Regions from separate parts of the Sus scrofa genome. Here all the other regions are linked to region 1. Evidence: chromatin contacts called from public Hi-C and HiChIP or PLAC-seq data. All regions are on one chromosome and are shown on one strand. The core of a region is the stretch at or near the end of the contact, and the rest is flanking DNA. Distances in the headings are between cores, read along the strand shown.

Region 1 (2,700 bases), core at 98-2,597:
AGTAGGAGACTTAAAATGAGTGGAGGTTCTAGATGGAGAGATTGGGAGCCATCAGCACCCTGATTCCAGGAGCTTCTAAGTGAATGGATGAAATTACTTAGAATGTACAAATTGGTGGAATAAGGGGGAAAAAATCCACCCTGTTCTAGGGAATTTTTACAGGTAGAGAGAGGAAAACGACAAGGGATTGAGACCAACAATCAGGGATGTTCTTAGGGAAGCAGGGGCAGGAAGTGGCCAGAGCTGGAGGAGGAGGACAGGAGGGTAGCACCCAGGCTGGACCCAGGAGGAGGCCATTTGGGCTAGAAAATCCTGGACAGAGAGAAGTAGGAGCCAGAGGGCTGATAAGTACCTGGAAAGTGTGGAATTGATTCAGTTAACTACTGTGCCTGCGGAGGAGGAGACAAATCAGAATATGGGTTTGGGGTTTGTTTTGTTATTTGTTTTTTCCAGCTTGAGCGGAAGCAGGCAATAAAGAACAGATGAAAGATGTGAAAAAAAGAAAAAAGAAATGCAATAAATATGTAAAGAAAAAGAGAGGGAAGGGAGGGAGGGACAGAGAGAAGGAGGAAAGAGCAGAGGAGAGAGGAGAGGTACACCCAATAAGCTGGATCGCAGAGGGAACTCGCAGAGGTGCTGGAAGTGACGTTGACCCAGCACATCCCGGAACTTGCCCAAGGCTCCATAGAAACTCTGGGCTAGACGGCTGCACCCTGCGCTGCCCCCCTCACTCTCCCAAAAGTTTCCACAGCCCAGGCTTGGATTACAGGCCGCGCCTTCACTTCCAGCAAATCAGTCGCAGCACGGTGGCGTCAACAGGCCCTGTGTCACTCCCACTCCGGGGTCCACCCTCTGACCCAGGGCGGGTCTGCGCACCAAGCTCCTGCACTGGGTCCTCGGAGCCTGGGCCTCGGAGACTAACCTTAGAGCCCCAGACAAAGCGGGCCAGGGGGAAAGAGTGCCGGGGGGTAGAGGAGAGGGGTCCGAGGCGATCCCAGCTCCGCAGCCCTCCTTCCTGGATAACCGCCGCCGTCGTGTTCCTCTAGTCCTCTCTACGCCCATTTCCCCGCCGCCCCGCTCCCACTGTCTGTCTCTGGCCTTCCTCCCTCCCTTCTCCCCAGGCTCGGCTGGAGCTCTAAGCTAGAGGCGGTCGCTTTGGGAATCCGAGGGTTCGAGAGCCCTCCCAGCCCGGGTACCTGGGAGATTACTGCTGCTGCGGCGGCGGCGGCGGCGGCGGCTGCGGCTGCTATTCCAGTTTAGTGCATGCTTCGCCTCCGCTTTGATTTCGGGCAAGGCTTCCGGCGGTGACTCAGAACACCAGTGGGAGACTGCAGCAGGCAGTGCAATCTCTGATTCCTTCATCCCCAGGCCAGACCCTGGGTGGAGGCTGTGCCTCGCCGGCATCCTCTGGCCTAGGCCTGAGAGCCGAAGGCTTGGCGGAGGAGACAATTGCCTGGTCCTCAGAGGGTGTCTGGGGAAGGCTTTACCCCCTCGGAGACTGGTTTGTTTTCCTGGGTTAGCATGTTCGGTCTCCGTGTTTAACGCATGTATGGTAGAGTGTTTTCAAAACTGAGACTCCACTTTGAAAATTAACTAAAAGCAAAACCAGAATTCCTAAAGCTAGTCGTTTCCAAACTATTTTGGTAGGACATCCTTCAAAACAATTTTCGAGCAGGCGTTACCGATATCAAACACGAATTTATAGGTGCGTGTTTTAATCTTAGAGTAAAGCTTTGAAACACCTAATTTGAAGACCCATTGTGTGCGTCTGTGTGTGTGTGTGTGTGTGTGTGTGGTTTTTTAATCAGTTTATTTTTTGTTTATTTTTTATTTTTTAAATGATTTTTATTTTTTCCATCATAGCTGGTTTACAATGTTGTGTCAAATTTCTGCTCTATAGCAAGGTGACCCAGTCACATATGTGTGCGTGCGTGTGTGTGTGTGTGTATGTGTGTGTATACATTTCTTTTTCTCACGTTATCATGCTCCATCATAAGTGACTAGTTATAGTTCCCCGTGCTATACAGCAGGATCTCATTGCTTATCCAGTCCAAAGGCAATAGTTTCCATCTATTAACCCCAAATTCCCAGTCTATCCTCCCTCCCCCTCCCCCTTGGCAACCACAAGTCTGTTCTCCAAGTCCATGTGTTTCTGTTCTGTGGAAAGGTCCATTTGTACCGTACATTAGATTCCAGATATAAGTGATATCATATGGTATTTGTCTTTCTCTTTCTGACTTACTTCACTCAGGATGAGAGTCTCTAGGTCCATCCATGTTGCTGAAAATGGCATTATTTTGTTCTTTCTTATGGCTGAGTAGCATTCCATTATGTATACATACCACATCTTCCTAATCCAATCATCTATCAATGGACCTATGGGTTGATTCCATGTCTTGGCTATTGTGAATAGAGCTGCAATGAGCATGTGGGTGCATGTGTCTTTTTTTAAGGAGAGTTTTGTCTGGATATATGCCAAAGAGTGGGATTGCTGGGTCATATGGTAGTTCTATGTATTGTTTTCTAAGGTACCTCCACACTGTTCTCCGTAGTGGTTGTACCAGCTTACATTCCCACCAACAGTGCAGGAGGGTTCCCTTTTCTCCACACCCCTTCTAGCTTTGTAATTTGTGGACTTTTTAATTATGGCTATTCTGACTGATGTGAGGTGGTATCTTATGGTAGTTTTGATTTGCATTT
Region 2 (2,856 bases), core at 243-2,742, 160 kb after region 1:
AGCTACAGCTGCTGGCCTACACCACAGCTCATGGCAACGCCACATCCTTAACCCACTGAATGATGCCAGGGATGGAACCCGAAACCTCACGGTTACTAGTCGGATTTGTTTCCACTGCACCACAATGGAAACTCCTTAGTTAGTTTTTACTGGGTGCAAAAATACTGGCAGAGGTGTCCAGGCTATAAATGGTTATAGAAGAAAACAATTTCAGTTCAGAGGTATTCTAAAACTGAACCATACCCAGCTTTGGATATATTGAAGAAGATTCATACTTAAAAGTGCATTATATTACTAAAGACAATAACAACAACAAACCCAAGCCTCTTATTATTATGTTAAAGTTGCCAAATATCATTGATAATAACTAAAGTATACTCAACAAGGAGTATCTAAAACCTGGCAGATTTTTTGAGAATTATCATCATTATATCGTGGTCTCTAGCTTTTTTTTTTTTTTTTCTTTTGCCTGGGAGTTGACATATAACATGTTACCAGGGTTTTGGATGATTTTCTTTTAAAAAGAAAGAAAAAATAGTGGAAAATACAAGCTTGTAAATATTCACTCACACACATTTATTCTGTATTGTTGTGAAGCCTGGTCAAAAGCCCAGATGCAAGCATTAAATATATTCAGTGTGAAAGTTATGTTTTATAAGTGTCTGGATTTGTTCAGCAGTTTGTAGGCATTTATCATACAAGGTCAAGAAGAAAGCTGATTTTCCTGTGGTTCCCAATGTGATTGATGCTGCCATCCACTGCCATTTTTATCTCCAAGACTACTCTACAACAACCCCGTACAGAACAGAGATTGGCTAGGAAAGCATACGGTGCCTTCAGGGATGTGCAGGAGGCTAAGGTTTTGCCAGGCAAGGAAGTACCTGACTATAGACACCCAGATACTAGAGGCAAAGCTATTACTCTGAAGGAAGATGAATGCTTACAACAGGAAGAGTCCTCAGGCTCCAGGTCTTCCCCATCCATCTCAGAGAGTCTGCTAACACTTAGCCTAGAACAATCCAGCATGCACAAGAATGCCACTTACCTCCTCACTGCTGTTCTTCAGCCCTCACTGCTGGGCTCAGTTCCTCCTGCCTCCTCCCTCCTAAAAGTCCTTACTCCTCCCACCTCACTCCTGCCAAGATTCAGAGGAAATTTCCCAGACTTCCCTTTGGCTCAACCCCAAGGGAGAGGTTGAGAACAGCAGCAAACAGTAGCAGCAGCAGCAGCAGGACAGCAATGCATGAAAATTCCCTCCCCTCTCATAGACTGTGCTAGGAGGAAAAGCACAGAAGGGACACCAGGAGGAACTCCAAATGGCCTTCCCTGTCCAGCTCAAGAAGGCACGTGGCATCTCTCTGCTCAGCAGAAAACAGCAGTGCCATGATGTCTGTTTTTCACCCCGCTACTTGATCACAAGGAAGTAAACCCAACAAGCCACGGAAGCAAAACATTCTAAAGACTGTCCTTTCACGTTCCCTTCTCAACTGTGTACACCTGGATGTGGGACAGGTTATAGTTTAGGGGTGGGAAATCAGAGCCAGCAGGAAAGAACACAGGAGGGGATAAACATGAGGATGAGCCATAGCAAGAGTGGCCGAGCACCAGGAACAGCTTTAGACAACCCTGTCCTCTGTCCAGGACTGAGGTCAAAGACCTGGGCTTTATTCGCTTCTAGGGCAGCCATTATCAAGAGTTCAAACAGTGTCCTGAAAGATGAAGTGACTCAGGTCCTAGGTCTCATGGTAAGCTTGCAACATAAGGTTTTTGCAAATAACAAAGGGCAACATGCAACTCTGGAGAAATACTGACAATCCCCATACACAGCAGAGATCATAGTATGAAACAAACATCAAGATGTGTCTTCAGGGAAGTGCATTTTGGTGGCAAAATACAGGAGGCATGGTGTAGTTGGAAATTCCAGCTCCTCTCCTTGGACCCATGTGAAATTCAGCAAGCTATTTAGAATCTTTTAAGCTTGATTTGCTCATTTGGAAAAAATGGGGATAATTCCAGTAAATTTTTGGTTGAAAGGATTATAGGTAACATATGTAGAGTTAATAAATGTAATTATTATAATAATAGACTGGGGTAGATCTGGAAATCCAGGGTGTATGGGAACACCTATGATAGACTATCTATCTATATATTATTATTCAAGTTCCAATCCAATGATGGTTCCTTAATTCCATCATTTCCATTATCTTCCATATTATCATGAGCCCACATTGATGTCTTTCTTCTTTGACTATATACTTTTATCATATATTTCACTGAATTTTCCTCTTATTATATGGAATGTTATATAGTCACTCCTATAAGATCTTTTCCATCTTTTCCCCTTTGTATTCAATAAAGAAACCTGGTAAGCACTTGATAAATATGAACTTATTCATTGTGCCCAAAGAAGTGTTTTGGGTTGGCCATGATTATAAACCTCCTTCAAAATACATAGACATTTCCAAAATTTATCTTTTTTGGGAAAAAAAAAAACTTTCCATTTTTTGCATTGCATCCTCATCCGTATGGAAAATAAAAATCCTAGGGCTTTCACAAAATTATCATCACTTTTTCTTTGTTATTAAATACAGTCATGGCCTTCTGACAGTGGAACATGGGGAGATGCTTTCTGTGTAATAAAATAACATGATATCCTGCTCATGTTTACATAAAGTTGACCAATATCATTGATTTATGAACTATATCTATTCTTTTTTTTTTTTTTTTTTTTTTAGGGCCTCACCCACAGCATGTGGAAGTTCCCAGGCTAGGGGTCAAATTGGAACTACAGCTGCCAGCCTATGCCATAGTCACAGCAATGCCGGATCCAAGCCGCATCTGTGACCTGCACCATAG
Region 3 (2,700 bases), core at 97-2,596, 190 kb after region 1:
AAGAGGAACCCATGCAACACCAAAGCCCCAAGGTTCATAGGGTCCGGCCAAAGGTGCAGGGACCCCAGGGGAGGCTCTGCCCAGGCAGTGAGGGAAAGTTGGGAGAGACCTTAGGTGTAGAAGGACTTCAAAGTGAGCCTCAAAGAGAAAGAATTGCAGAAAATTTCCCTTTGTGGATCTTTCTGTCTGCTTTTAGGGTAAGATCTTTCCCAAGCAAAAGAGATATGTCATCTGGAAGCTGTCATGGGATAAAAGAGAAAAAGAAGGATGCCCGAGGTTGCAGCCCCTTAGAGTTTGAGAAGGGGGATTTTTATTCAGCAAAGGGGAGGAGAGAACATGTCTTTGAAGGGAATATTGACATTAAAAGATTGCAAGAAGACAGAGGGGCTGGGTCTGTCTTTCGGGGGGGAATACATCTTCAAGGGTGGCTAAGACACTATGTTCTTACAGCCTGACATAGAAACTGGGTAGTTTTTAACCGTTTTGCAAGATTTAACTTGACTAGTGCCTCCCTCCCCTTCCCTAAAACAGGGCTCATCTTTCTCTCTCATGTGCTATCCCTCAAACTTTGTAAATTTCACAGCATGCTCATGGTCCTAAAAGTAAGAGCAACTTCAGAATGGTTACCCCATCCCACAAATACAAGCCATGAGACTTTATACCCCTTTGCAGAAATATGCCTCTTCCTTAAGAGACACATTTTAAAGTCATAAGAAGAAACTGACACTGAAGAAGGAAACATATATGATGTTTAACCTCAAGAAGAAGAATAAGGAAGAGAAGAAGAAAAAGGAGAAAAGGAAGAAGAAAAAGAAGAAGCTGAGACCAGGGAAATAAAGATATTCTTCCCAACACATAAAGTTATCAATAAGGCCAGTCCAGGGAGTTAAGAACCTCTAAGGAACTAAGAAGTATGTCACCACACATAGGCCACAGCCATAGGTAACTAGCTCTGTTTTGAATAAGAGTTATTAAAGAGTAAGTAGAATATATCAAGAGTTCTGTTTCACTAAACAAATCAGAGATTTGAAATCAGGTCAGTCTGCCTCTAGGATTTCACAATACACACTGTCACTGACATTCAGACACGTGAACGTGTGCCTTAACAAAAGCCACCCTCAAGTAAAGAAGCTTCCCCCTCATTTTGGATCCTTGTCCCCCTGTGCAAATGCCATATTTTACTGCATTTATCTGTTTCCCTCTGACAAGACATTATAGAGTACAGAGTTACTTCTCTTTACCTTTGCTGCTTTGCAGTGGTGAAGTGGCAGAAGAGATTGGAGCTGTGTCCCTGAAGAGGAAATATAAAGCCTTTACTTTTTTGCCCCTCCCTTTCCATTTGTGTCCTTAGTGATTCAGCTCTACGCTTGCTTGGCAGAAAGTACAGCTCTGAGAAGGAAGTCCTTCTAAACGCCACCCGAGTAGCACTGAAGGGACTCTCAGGATGGCTGTGCTTTCTGGAAAAGGAGCCAGCTCTCAACCTCCTCCTGCTTTGCTAATGGGGAAGCGCTGACAAGCCTAAACTCTATTCAAGAAAATAAGCTGTCTTTCTGAAAAGAATAACTTGAATGCATTCAAGCTGGGAGTGCCCTGTCTAGCATTGGAGGCATGGCCTGTGTCATGGGCATGGCCCATTGCTACTCAACAGGGGTGATGCTTCCTGGCTCAAGGCACATTCATCCCAAGATCTCCTGAGCTCTCCTGCATGGAGCTTACGTTTTTATGTGGAGCTTCAACAAACTGCTGGCTGGTAACTCCTGTCCCATAAAAAGAACACAAGGTTGAGCCCAAGCAGGATTTATTCTGTGGTTTCAGTTTAAGAGCTTGCTGGGAGCAGCAAGCCACCCCGCCTCCAGTGAGTTTCCAGGTATGATTCAGCCCTGTGTACTAAAGACTAGAGATGAGGGGTAGGGATGAAAGCTGGGAGACAAAAAATGTTTGGGGAGCACAGTAGCCAGAATCAGCACTGTGAGTCAAGCCCAGCTTCCCAGAGGCTCCTCTTGTCTGTGTGATACACAACCCAGCCACCCAGCTTGACTCCACTGCCCAAACTTAAATGGTAAAGCCCGGATGGCCCTGCACTTATGAGAAAGTCCTTTATAACCAGTGATTTTTTTTCTCTTTATCCTCAGCATGTGACAAGTTCTCAGTCAAAATTAAATCATTCCACAAGTCACGGGAACTAGAAACGTTAGGGTTAAAATTATGGCCTTACTAGAGTTGCCTGGTGGCTCAGCAGGTTAAGGATCTGGCATTGTCACTGCTGTGTTCAGGTCACTGCTGTGATGCAGGTTCCATCCCTGGCTCAGGAACTTCTGCATGCCATGGGAGCAGGCAAAAAATAAAATAAATAAAATAAAACAAAATAAAATAAAGACCCTACTATCCACTGTACCCATGAAGTTCTCATAAAAATAGTTATACACAGTCAACTTTGACTAAAAACCGTCCCAAATGTTGCTTAAACTTGGCTTCTGTCCATCAGTGCTGACTGGAAAAAAGGGGTAGCTTTTTTTTTTTTTTTTTTTTTGCTTTTTAGGGCGGCACCCCTGGCATATAGAAGTTCCCAGGTTAGGGGGCGAATCGGAGCTACAAGCTGCCGGCTTATGTCACAGCCACAGCAATGCCAGATCCAAGCTGTGTCTGTGACCTACACCACAGCTCATGGCAACATTGGATACTTACCCACTGAGCAAGTCC

What was found. A called contact is a pair of places that touch in the nucleus more often than the background predicts. HiChIP or PLAC-seq counts read pairs in DNA pulled down with a chosen protein or histone mark.
Region 2: a contact with region 1 is called in a Hi-C map of skeletal muscle, with 3 times the contacts expected there. The contact joins the promoter of SERPINB7 here to the promoter of LOC100156248 in region 1. A contact is called at or near these places in 2 of 5 promoter capture datasets (liver and skeletal muscle), 25 of 47 Hi-C or Micro-C datasets (adipocytes, adipose tissue, alveolar macrophages and 14 more) and 2 of 2 datasets of contacts at active chromatin or transcription factors (alveolar macrophages and skeletal muscle).
Region 3: an H3K27ac HiChIP or PLAC-seq map of alveolar macrophages shows a contact between it and region 1. The contact joins the promoter of SERPINB11 here to the promoter of LOC100156248 in region 1. A contact is called at or near these places in 1 of 5 promoter capture datasets (fetal skeletal muscle) and 1 of 2 datasets of contacts at active chromatin or transcription factors (alveolar macrophages).

Annotation. Positions count from the first base shown.
Region 1 is chr1:157,835,575-157,838,274 of Sscrofa11.1, forward strand. LOC100156248 (serpin B8) reads right to left here and starts at 1,348. Exons shown (of 7, transcript XM_003353447.4): 1 at 1,197-1,348.
Region 2 is chr1:157,997,750-158,000,605 of Sscrofa11.1, forward strand. It overlaps SERPINB7 (serpin B7), which reads right to left and starts at 1,493. Exons shown (of 8, transcript XM_001925047.5): 1 at 1,046-1,493.
Region 3 is chr1:158,029,487-158,032,186 of Sscrofa11.1, forward strand. It overlaps SERPINB11 (serpin B11), which reads right to left and starts at 1,347. Exons shown (of 8, transcript XM_021099530.1): 1 at 1,242-1,347.